Regions from separate parts of the Sus scrofa genome. Here regions 1 and 3 are each linked to region 2. The links are chromatin contacts, called in public HiChIP or PLAC-seq maps. All regions are on one chromosome and are shown on one strand. The core of a region is the stretch at or near the end of the contact, and the rest is flanking DNA. Distances in the headings are between cores, read along the strand shown.

Region 1 (3,886 bases), core at 480-2,979, 69 kb after region 2:
GGCCTAGGAGGTTATTACCACATTTGGGTAAATAATCTGGTGCTCGGAACACACTTCTCAGTGCCCTCCAGAGGTGCAGGCGTGGGCCTCATCCGGGCTTCTCTGCCTGGACAGGCAGACTTACCAACAAGCACATGTTCTTCCACATCACACAGGGCAGCCAGCAGCTATCCTGCTAGTCCTGCAGCCTGCTTTCTAATTAGTCAGGTTTTCCTTCAGTCATGGTGCTGAATAACGATGCTCACAATATTCTAATTCATGGCACCACTCAGCAGCACTGTTTAAAATTGTTTTTGCCTTCCGCTCTCCTCTGTGGAATTGAAGGACCAATTAAAAGCTACCTATACAGTATTTTGGAAGCAGGTTAGTGATATATATATATATATATATATTTTTTTTTTAGAATCCAGTAAATCAACCCAGGCCTTAACCCCGCTAGGAAGCAACAAAAGTCAGTGTAAGGGCCTGTTGACCCAGGGAAGGATAACAGCAGCGTGGCCCTAGGGCGCAAGGTCCTGGGGCGTGGGGAACCAGTAGTGGGGAGAGTGTCTTCAGTCCCAGCCTTATTCACAGTGGGGCTCGCCAATTCCAGGGCCACTCACTGGTCCTAAGAGTGAAGGAGGCTTTTCTCTCCCCAGATCCCAAGTCAGAGGACACTGCTTCTGGAGACAGGCCTGGGCAGTGATGAGGATGTCTGGCCCCAAGGTGGGGCCTTCTGAGGGTGGGGGCTGGGATCCACACAAGAAACTCTGGGGGTGGGGTGGAGGTGGGGGTGGGGCGGCAGCGTTAGAATAGGGAGGATTTTCTGCCTACCTACTGAAGGCTGTTCCCTGGAGGCTTCATAGACTGAACCTTTTTACTAATAAGCTTTTTTATTACAAATGAATACTAGCATTTGTTTTCTTAAAAATCAAGCTGACAGGTATAAAATGAAAACCAAACCACTCTTACTAAAAACCTTAGTCATAGGATGCCCCACGTTTATTGGGATTTGGGTGGAAAGAAATATTCCTTACCTGACTTTTGGTAAAAATGAATAAATGTTAAGAGAAGCTCTTGGGGAAGAAATTATTAGTAAATAGGTCAAGTATGTGTCAATGGAATGGGGGGAAACAGGATTTTTTTTATTGCTGGCATAAACAGACTCTAATGCACCAACTTACGGCCTTGTGTCAGGCAAGAGCAGCCTGTCCTGTCTCCACATTGCTCCCCCACCCCCACTGCAGGCAGCCAGCACCTCGACCCCTGCCCAGTAGCTGCTGTCCCCAAGTACCAAGGGGCCACATTCTGTCTTCAAATGGGGACAGTTGTGACCTGTTTCAGACCAGACTTTATACACATTTTGTTCCCTTGTTTATCACGTCACATGCATGCCCTAGTTGACCCCCTTTTGGGAAAGGTTGTGAGGAGAGTCTGCCTCTCTCAACAGAGCCTAGCCCTCCCCCACCCCCCACAGTGCTCTCTTCCCGGATGTCTTCGCATTCTGTTTAAAATGTCCTTGTTAATACATTCCAGGGTTTGAACTCCGTTCCTAGCTAAACCCCTTTCCTTGTTTACAGGGACTGAAATAGCCACATTTTGACCTTCTGTTCGGTCTGGAACATCTGTGGCAGTGCACACGCATTCTTTTCCCATGTGAGAACTGCACTCACCCAGCACAGTTATGGAAAAGCTCAGGAAGCCATCGACTCACACCCCCTTCCCTGATCTTTTTCAGTCCCAAAGATCAGTCTTTGCACTCAGCCAAGACTGACCGGCCCTGTCCACCTTTCTCTGCTTGGAGGCCCAGAGTACCATGAAGTCAGGTGGGTGGCTTATGGGAGAGCTGGAGGCACCATCCCATGCCCGGGATCAGCTCTCTGGAGAGGCCGCCCTCAGGCCGGTGAGCAGGGCCCACATGGCCCCTGGGCACAGCCCCCCAAGCTCTCAGCCCAGCCCAGGTTTTATCCAGGCAGGCAATCCACATCGCTCTTGTTTCATTTGTCAAAGTGCCTGCATTTTTGCTACATGCAAGTGAGTAAGTTGGAGTAGAGGGAGGCAGAGATAGCCTTGAGGGAAAAATAATCAAGGTAATCCTTGAGAAAGCCCAGGTGTGGCCTGGACAGTGAGAGCTCCTTGTAAGAGCTGAGAGGAGAAAGCCCATAGGCTGAAGGGTCGAGAAAGGTCTGAGGAAGTGGGGTTTTCAACTGGGTTGTGAGGAATAGTAGGGTTTGCATGTTCTGAGTATCTCCTCACACAAGGGAGGAGGCAGGAATAGGGCCAGCATGTTCCTATGGATCATGACGAAGCTGAGGGTCTTGGGGAGGCACTGGAGATGTGAGCAAGGTCAAGGGAGATGCTTTAGGAGTCTCATCTTGCTGCCCAAAGCGTAATGCAGGGAGAGTCAAGAGGAAGCACAAAACAGGAGAAGCAAACCAAGGTCGTGACACCAGTGTCAGGAAGGTAGAGTGACCAGAGGGTGCAGATTCGTGTCAGGGACAGAGCCGTGGGAAGGGAAGCTGGAGAGTCTGGGTACAGAGGTGTTGCCTTTGAGGTGGTGGCAGAAACATCCAGGGCAAAGCTGATCAGAATGGGGAGAACAGCCTGGGATCTGTGGAACCACAAAGCAGCCAGAGCTGGTAACCTGCGCTTGCTCAGAGATAGCCTTTGATCCCTGCTCAGAGCAAGCAGGCCCAGCCGGCCTGGCCCTTCCTTACCCAGCCAGGGCCAGGGGGGACTGTACAGCCGTGTCCGTCCTTACCCAGATGGTCCAGCTGTGGAAGGTGGAGTGTTCCTCGCCTGCTCATGCAGTCCTTGAAGGTGGGGCAGCTTTGGTTTCAGGCCTTTGGTCACAGTGTGGAGTCACCACACCCAGTCTCAGCCACTTTCCAGGATGACCCTCCCAGGCCCTGCTCTGTAAGAGGCTGCTGGTGGCTGCCAGGTCTCTTAGGTTCCCAGAGCCCAGGAGCTGCCCGGTGCTGTCCCTGTTGAACTGTCCCAAAGTGGGAACTGCTGTTCCTCAGAAACTATTTCCCGGAATCAACGTACAGTTTGGGTTGCTGGTACGTGGCCAAATTTGAGATGACAGAGAACTTGTCACTCTAGGCCTGACAAGCCCAGGGTGTGGAGGAAGGAAACTGGCCTTGTCTCCTGTTCCCGAAGCTGGTTTCCCTCTTCTGTTGACAGAGACTGGGAGGGAGCTGGGGGAGCCACCTGTGGCAGCCAGAGGGCCACGGGCCAGACCTTTGTGGGGGCATGAGGCCAGAGCTTGTGAGTTCACTGGGGAACATCAGCTGCTACAGCCCCAAAGATAATGCCTGACCCCTTGGGAAGATGCCCCAAGTCTGGGCATGCTTAGTCCTGCCACCCGGCCAGGGCTGCTTCATGCCAGGCACACCTGGATTGGATCCTGGGAGCCTACAGCCCCACCCCTGCCAGGGAGAAGTCAGGGGGTAGCAGAAGAGATGGCACTTTCCAGAGGGAGTCCTCCTGCTGGTCCTGCTAAGGATCACAGGCCATGTGACCTGCACCAAAGATGGGGTGTGAGCGTTCCTGGCCCACTTAGATACATCATCTCCCATCCCCTCTGTGCTGGGCACCAGGGGAAGCAAAGGAGTCAAAGTGGGATCTTCAGAGTTCCTGTCATGGCTCAGCAGAAACGAATCTGACTAGTATCCATGAGGATGCAGGTTCGATCTCAGGCCTCACTCAGTGGGTTAAGGATCCGGCGTTGCCGTGAGCTGTGGGGTAGGTCGCAAGCGTGGCTCAGATCTGGCATTGCTGTGGCTGTGACATATGCTTGTGGCTACAGCTCCAATTCTACTCCAAGCCTGGGAACTTCCATATGCCACTGGTGCAGCCCTAAAAAGACAAAAAAAAAAACAAAAAAAACAAAAAAAAACCCCGC
Region 2 (3,806 bases), core at 72-2,571:
CAAGGCCAGGGATTGAACCCACAACCTCATGGTTCCTAGTTGTATTTGTTTCTGCTGTGCCACACCGGAACTCCTAAGTTGTCTTAAACATTAATTCTCTTGGTTCTGGGGGCCAGTAAGTCCAAGGTGAAGTTTCCAGCAGACCTTCTTTCTGGCTTGGAGACCACCACCCTCTGACTGTGTTCTCTTGTGGCCTGGGCTTGACTTGTGCCCTGAGGACAGAGATCCCTACTGCCTCTTCCTCTTCTCTCAGGGGCACTAATCCCTTCCTAGGGGGCCCACCTCCAAATAGCATTATGTCTGGGGTTAGGGCTTCAATGTGTGGATTTGGGGAAAACACGAACATTCAGTCCAAAACACATCAATATATGGATCTGCCCTGGTGTGCTTTTTAAGTGTAGTAGACTCAAGGCTTTCTGTCTCCTAGTATTCACCCTAGGTAGGGAGGTTGGCCTTTGCAGATCACAGTGAACTTCTGTTGGTTTGGTCACAGAGTTTGAGGCCATCTATTCCTATAGCCAGTCAGATTGGTCTGCTTCTGAATAACTTACTGTTCTCAAACCAACAACCAGAAACTCCTTTCTGGACACCAAGGAAGTAACCTGCTGTCCACCTGAACCTAACACGACATTGTAAATCACCTTCACTTCAGTTAATAAAACATTTAAAGGAAGGAAATAAAACCATTTCCAGTTGGAAAAGTTGCAGTTCGTCATTCATAAGAACGGTTTTGGTGGGTTTGTAGGCAAGCAAGGAAAAAGTTGATTTTGAAAGGTACAGATTCCCCCTCTGACACGGTAGTAATCTTAGCCTGACAGCGTTTAATAATCTTGTTAGACTTTAATTAAAAGCACAAGAGTTGGGGGAGGAGGTTTGTTTTTTCATGTCTCCTCCTTATCTGTCTTTCCCTTTTTCATCTTTCTCCTCACTTTTCTTCCTCTTTACTTCCATGTTTTCCCTACCCCTGCCCCCCTCTGCCTCCTCTTCATCATCCTTCAACATTGAAAATGTTTTTGGCTTGGCTAATCCCTCTGGATAGAAACCAAGCTGAGCAGGATATTGATTACCAAATATGGTGTTGCTGCTAAAGATGTTAGAGGAATGTGCCTTGTATTCTAAGCCTCCAGCCTCTGAATAAGCTGCCAAACAAATTAGGTCATTTTAACTCTTTTTTTTTTTTTTTTTAATAAGGAGCTGGAACTTTGATTTGGAACACGATGATGATGTTATTTTAGCTCAAACGGGGAGGAGGGGTACTGGGTAGTGGGAGCGACTCAGTTAAGCATGTTTTAGGACCTGAGTCATGAGGCCAGGTTGTGTAAGCTGCAAGCACGTGGCGTGGAGCCTGGGTCAACCCTGGCGAGTCAGTGAAAGAGCTGAGGCATGGAATTCAGATGTGCAGCCTCCTGCTCTGATTAGAAACTCCAGAGGTCCACCGTTACCCATGGCGCTAACGTTGATGTGAGCTCAGGGTTGGGAAGTCCCAGGAAGGATGATGGCATTAAGTGCCAGGGAGGACACCCCGAAATCCATCGCAGGTCATTGCTGTGTAGTTGGATGTGACAGAAATAGGCATGTCCCTCCACAGGGTACCTTTAAATGACGCCCGGGGAGTTCACTTGTCTCCCAACAAAGACGACAGCTCTTCAGATCCATATTTGGAAATATGTACTGTGTTGTGATATTAGCTTTGATAGAGTGAAAGGCTCTTAGTGGAAGTGGATGGATGCAAACATTGCCTCAGTAGGCTGCTCGCTCTTGTCCCCTGATACACATTTTCAGCGAGATGAGACTGAGGTTTCCCAAATTAAAAGAAAACTGGCTCTAGGGAGAGACCATGATGGAAGATAATATAACAAAGGGAATGTATATGTATGGATGACTTGGTCACTTTGCTCTACAGCAGAAATTGGCACAACATTATGAATCAACTAGACTCTAAAAAAGTTTAAAAAGCAAAAAACAAAAAAACAGACCAGTTAAAGAATTTCTGGACTGCCTCTTGTGGAGCAGCAGAAATGAATCTAGCTATTATCCATGAGGACTCGGGTTTGAACCCTTGCCTAACTCAGTGGATTAAGGATCCGGTGTTGCCATGAGTTGATGTGTAGGTCACAGACATGGCTTGGATCCTGCATTGCTGTGGCTGTGGTGTAGGCCAGCAGCTGCAGCTTCAATTTGACCCCTAGCCTGGGAACTTCTATATCTTGTGGGTGTCATGCTGAAAAGCAGGGGAAAAAAAGAAAGAATTTCTTCTTAGATGTCATACAGCTGGCACCCTCTTTTCAGTTTTTTGTCATTGGTTAGGCCTGCACAGAGGGTTCTTCTTCTTGTCCAACCTCACCTGTTTTGCTGCCTTCAATTGGTTTGTTCTTAGAAAGTGGAGAGATCTGGTTCACAAAGAAATTCCACCCACATCAGAACATCTGTGGGTCCCATGGCTCTCGTGCCCACTGAGGGGCCTCTCCTCCCTCTCCCCCCATCCCTTACTTCTCTTGCCATTAGCATCAAGTCACAGGCTCTTCCTCCCATCTTTGGAGCTGAGTTGTTCATCTAGGTCTACAGAGTAAGAGAGTCTTATTCATTTCTTGTGGAAATTGCTCTTTTTCTCCAAGATAAAAAAGAAAAAGAGAAAGAGAAAAGAAAGAAACAAACAGGCTTTAGGGCCCCTTATGGGCATGGGCTTGGACTGAGTACCTTTCAGAAATGTGTCTTCTTCCTTCCTCCACTCCCCCTCACTCCCTTTGCCAAATGCAATACGCATTCATTTCATGGAACTTGGAAAAGAGAGTTCCTGTTGTGTTTCAGCGGTGATGAACCAACTAGTAACCACGAGGACAAGAGTTCAATCCCTGGCCTCACTCAGTGGGTTAAGGATCCGGTGTTGCCTCGAGCTGTGGTGTAGGTTGCAGACACGGCTTGGATCCCTTGTTGCTGTGGCTGTGGTGTAGGCCAGTATCTGTAGCTCCAATTCAACCCCTAGCCTGGGAACTTCCATATGCTGTGGGTGCAGCCCTAAAAAAGCAAAATACAAAAACAACAAACAAAAAACTCTGTTTAGTTCTTGTCTACTTAGTAACTCAGAATACATGTTTCACCATTATGAAACTGCTCCAGTTAGAAAGGGATAGCACCTTTCCCCTCCAGAGGTAATGACTAAACTAAAGCATTACATTGTTTAGACTCAGTGTCAACAGTTGTCAAAGCCTTGCCTCTTAGGACTTGAGGTATTGGGCTTTCAGGTATGACATTGGGCCTTATGTTAATTCATTCTTATTGGCAGCCATTCATTTAGTTTTTTAACTGTGCTAGGAATTTCCTGGTCCAGTTTTAAAATTTGAACCTGAATGTTTTAGTCCCAAAAAAAAAAGAGTCATTAAGGATTCCTTTTGTGGCTCAGCGCGTTACAAACCGAACTAGTACCCATGAGGATACGGGTTCAGTCACTAGCCCCACTCGGTTAAGGATCTGGCGTTGCCATGAACTGTGGTGTAGGCCAGCAGCTGTGGTTTCAATTCAGCCCCCAGCCTGGGAATCTCCATATGCCACAGGTGCAGCCCTAAAAAAAAAAAAAAAGGAAAGAAAAGAAAAGGAGTTGTTTAAAAGCCATGCAGATAGACTTTTAATACAGTAAACCGAATCCCCCCCTCCTTGTGGACGTGATGTGTTAGGGGCCTTCATAGTCTGTGTAACTAATGAGAATGAGAGCTCTTGCTGACCGGGGTAGGCCACTGTTTACTGGTGTGTTTATTTTGTCACCATTCTGGTTTGACTCTAAGGAAATGAAAACATCTTTCATTTGTTCT
Region 3 (3,634 bases), core at 491-2,990, 73 kb before region 2:
GTAGGCTGGCAGCTATAGCTCCGATTAGACCCCTAGCATGGGGACCTCCATATGCCATGGAAGCAGCCCTAGAAAAGGCAAAAAGACAAAAAAAAAAAAAAAAAAAAACCAAAAAAAAAAACCCTACTGCACAAAGAGGGGATTGAACCCACACCATAGTGGCCCGAGCCATGGCAGTTGGATTCTTAACCCACAGCTGGAACTCTGAGAACCATCTTAGTGAATTGAGTAATTTTTGATTCATTCCCCCAAAGTACATTAACAAAGTATATCCTCCCAGAGAAGAGGAATGCAGTAATGACAGCATTTTTAAATGACTGGTTAAATGTTGTCTGGAGAGACCAGTGTCTGATTTCCTGGTAGCTATCTATGTTACTAACTGGGGAGGGCAGAATAATGCAGTCACCCTTTTATCTGTGTGTGAGAATAAATGGATAGCTTTGACGGACATGGACTAAACACCGTGTTGTGCAGTTTCTCCTAAAGGCCAAAAGTTATATAGCCTCTGTCTCATCTTCATCTACTTTCTTTAGATATGGATGAAAGTTCCATGAATTTTAAAAACACCTCTTATATTTTGTCTGTTCCAAAAAGATACATTAAGTGTCTACTCTGTGATGGGCATTGGGCAAGCTTCTTAAATTTAAAGAAAAACAAGGCCCTTTTCTTAATGAAAATGATGAAAAGTGAAGCAGTTTATTGCACTGCAACAGGATAATTATTTGTGAGTATGATTTACTTTGCAGGGGCAGCACCTGTGGTACACGGAAGTTCCTGGGCCAGGGATGGAAGCCATACAATAGCATGACAGATGCCTGGTCCTTCGCCATTAGGCCACCAAGGAACTCCAATTTATTTTTAATATATAAGTTAAAGTGGTATGAAAATGAACAAGGCCTACTCCATTGACTCGCAGTCTTTCTTCTCTCGTTCAGTAATGGTACTTATCAGCATACTTCCTACTGATCATATGGGTCTGTTAAGAGTTTTAACATTTTTGATTTAACTCCCAAAGATCATTTTCTTTAGAAACAGTCTTTAGTTTGACAGATAATCGTATAGGTGTTTCAAGTGACTCTGATCAAAATGTAATGATGTTTCACTCCTTTATCTGATAAGATGTCCTGGGTCTTTGATTAGATGGAAGCCTGCAGACGCCTTAGCCCTGCATCTCATTTGTGTATGTGTGTGTGTATGTATGTGTATATATATATTTTTTTACTCTTAAGAAATCTTCACCAGGACCTCTGATGTGGTAATGACAGCACTGACTACAAAGGCAGTCATGACTTCTGATGTCCCTTGTGGACAGTGGGGCCAAGGGCTACTTAAATCCTTCCTGGAGTGAAGTGTTTTCCTTATCCGCTGAGGATGATTGCCTTAACTTGTGTCCTTACCTGTTTTGCCTTCCTGTCAACACAACCATTTCCTTAGTTCCTGTGACTGCAAAGACTACCTCCATAGAGGTAGCTATATGAAAAGACGATGGTGATATTAGAATTAGATAGGCGTCGTTAATAGTGTGAGAGTGCGGTATGCAAATTTATATGACTAATAGTTTAAGATCAGGGTAGCAGCTATTGTAATAAAACCGCATAAGGCTTCTGGCTCATTTGTAACTTAGCGGTAGTTTAAAATATTTTTATTATTTGTGGCTTTTTTCTTGTTAGAACAAGGTACAGACTAAAATGGGGAAAAAAATCCTTACACAATTGTTTTCTCTCTGGTTATATTGCAACATAGGAAAACAAGAAGAAGAAAACTCTTGAGCTTGGACATTCTGTGGACCCAAGAAAAATCATACAAGCTGTGAAGACAGCCTTTATTTGGAGAGCTCGATTTTTCTTGAGTCTTCTCATGTGGAATGTTCAGTAGAAATCCAGTGCAAGCTTAGGATGATGATGTCTTTCGCCTAAGAATAGACCCTTCTTTGAGTATAGAAAGCAGATAAGCTGTCCTACAGGATCCAAATAGCTAGCGGCCTCACCCCCACCCCACCCCCAAACTTGAATAACAACACAGCAATATAATTTTACCGTTTAAAACTTGGCTGACCCAAACATGAACTTTCAAAGAAAACAAGAGTCATTACTAAAAGAGATTCCATTTCTTTCCGGGGCCTAATTTAAGATGACTTTCCAGAACTTTGAAAAAACTTATTCTTCCAGTGGTCACTTAATTGTGAAACAAAATAAACACCACAAGGGAGGCAAGAGCGAGAGTTCTCCATGTTGGGATTCTAAAATCTCACTTTTGGGGGTGGTGGTGACCTTTTTTTTTTTTTTTTTTTTTCCTTTGTCTCCCTAGAATTGTCATGTTATTTGGAATGATTTATCAGGTTCCATGGGAAGATTATACTCTCCTGTGAATTTTAAGGGTGATGATTTATGAATAACTCTAATTCAGTAAGACTTCATTTCTTAAAATTTGCCCTGTTAAGCCTCTCATAATACTTCTCTATTCTGTGTGCTCTGGTTATTCAGAACCAGTGAGTGATGGTGTCAAGACTTTTTTTTTTTTTTTTTTTTTTTTGGTCTTATTAGGGCCACACCAGCAGCATGTGGAGGTTCCCAGGCTAGGGGTTGAATCAGAGCTGCAGCCGCTGGCCTACACCACAGCAATGCCAGATCTGAGCTGCATCTGCAGCCTACACCACAGCTCACGGCAATGCTGGATCCTTAACCCACTGAGCGAGACCAGGGATCAAACTTGTGTCCTTATGGATTCTAGTCAGATTAGTTTTCGCTGAGCCACAATGGCAACTCCACAGTCAGGACTCTTAAACCTGGACGGCCTGGCTTCTCAGCCCTTGTTGTTGCAGTGAGCCTACCATTTCTCAATGTGTATACCTTTCCAACCAGTTGGAAACGTCCTAGAGAAATGGGATTGGAAGTCACTTCTTAACATGGCACAGCAGAGAGTCACAGGCTTTACAGTGAGACAGGCCTGGGTTTCAAGCCAGACTTGAACATTGAGGCATTATCTTTGGGCAAAATGAATCTCATTGATCTCCTTGGTAAATCAGGGGTAATCATACCTGCCATTGCAGGATCGTGGGAATGATTACATGAGATAGTGTATGCATAGGAATGAGTCAATTAAGATACAATAGGAGTTTATTTCATGATAGCCGTTCTAATTATAATTGACTCATTGTCATTATTGACTTGACCTAGAACTCCCATGTTCTGATTTTTTGCCATTGTACATGTAAGCCTTGTCATTGTACATGTTATCTAAGTGATGATTTCCAAGAATGAGTTACTTCAAGAATAAAATATCTGAGAAGTCATGAATTTCATGTGGTCCCAAAGCAATGACTTCTATGAGGTGATTGAGCCCATATTTTGTTTGTGGTTTAATATAAATGAAAGTAAAATAAATAAATAAATGAATAAAGGAAAAAAACTGTAACGAGTCCTGCATCACCAGGTCATGTCACTTTTCTAAGCAGTAAAAGGAGGGAGCTGCATGCATTAGATGGTCTGTTAGTTACTTTCTAACTCTGGAATTCTGTGATTGGTATTAAGGCCGGTAATAGAATTCTGGGAGCTTTTAGTATCCTTAACTCTAAGGAAATTAAGTGTATAAAAGACAATTACATGAACCTTTGAAGTAAAGGAGTTACTGTCAA

The links. HiChIP or PLAC-seq counts read pairs in DNA pulled down with a chosen protein or histone mark.
Region 1: a contact with region 2 is called in an H3K27ac HiChIP or PLAC-seq map of skeletal muscle. The contact joins two enhancer-like sites. A contact is called at or near these places in 5 of 47 Hi-C or Micro-C datasets (embryonic fibroblasts, heart right ventricle and liver) and 1 of 2 datasets of contacts at active chromatin or transcription factors (skeletal muscle).
Region 3: an H3K27ac HiChIP or PLAC-seq map of skeletal muscle shows a contact between it and region 2. The contact joins two enhancer-like sites. A contact is called at or near these places in 5 of 47 Hi-C or Micro-C datasets (embryonic fibroblasts, fetal heart ventricle, heart right ventricle and 1 more) and 1 of 2 datasets of contacts at active chromatin or transcription factors (skeletal muscle).

The regions. Positions count from the first base shown.
Region 1 is chr15:54,541,689-54,545,574 of Sscrofa11.1, reverse strand. The region is part of intron 8 of RBPMS (RNA-binding protein with multiple splicing); the gene reads left to right. Among named protein-coding and RNA genes, the nearest start is that of SMIM18, 78 kb to the right of the region's middle. Within about 2 kb of position 1,729, at least 28 of the 83 cell types and tissues checked have an H3K27ac peak or open chromatin away from gene starts, as enhancers often do. A contact at or near this core is called in liver and skeletal muscle, where this site is marked.
Region 2 is chr15:54,610,211-54,614,016 of Sscrofa11.1, reverse strand. The region is part of intron 4 of RBPMS (RNA-binding protein with multiple splicing); the gene reads left to right. Among named protein-coding and RNA genes, the nearest start is that of RBPMS, 110 kb to the left of the region's middle. Within about 2 kb of position 1,321, at least 39 of the 83 cell types and tissues checked have an H3K27ac peak or open chromatin away from gene starts, as enhancers often do. A contact at or near this core is called in liver and skeletal muscle, where this site is marked.
Region 3 is chr15:54,684,052-54,687,685 of Sscrofa11.1, reverse strand. The region is part of intron 1 of RBPMS (RNA-binding protein with multiple splicing); the gene reads left to right. Among named protein-coding and RNA genes, the nearest start is that of RBPMS, 40 kb to the left of the region's middle. Within about 2 kb of position 1,740, at least 3 of the 83 cell types and tissues checked have an H3K27ac peak or open chromatin away from gene starts, as enhancers often do. A contact at or near this core is called in liver, where this site is marked.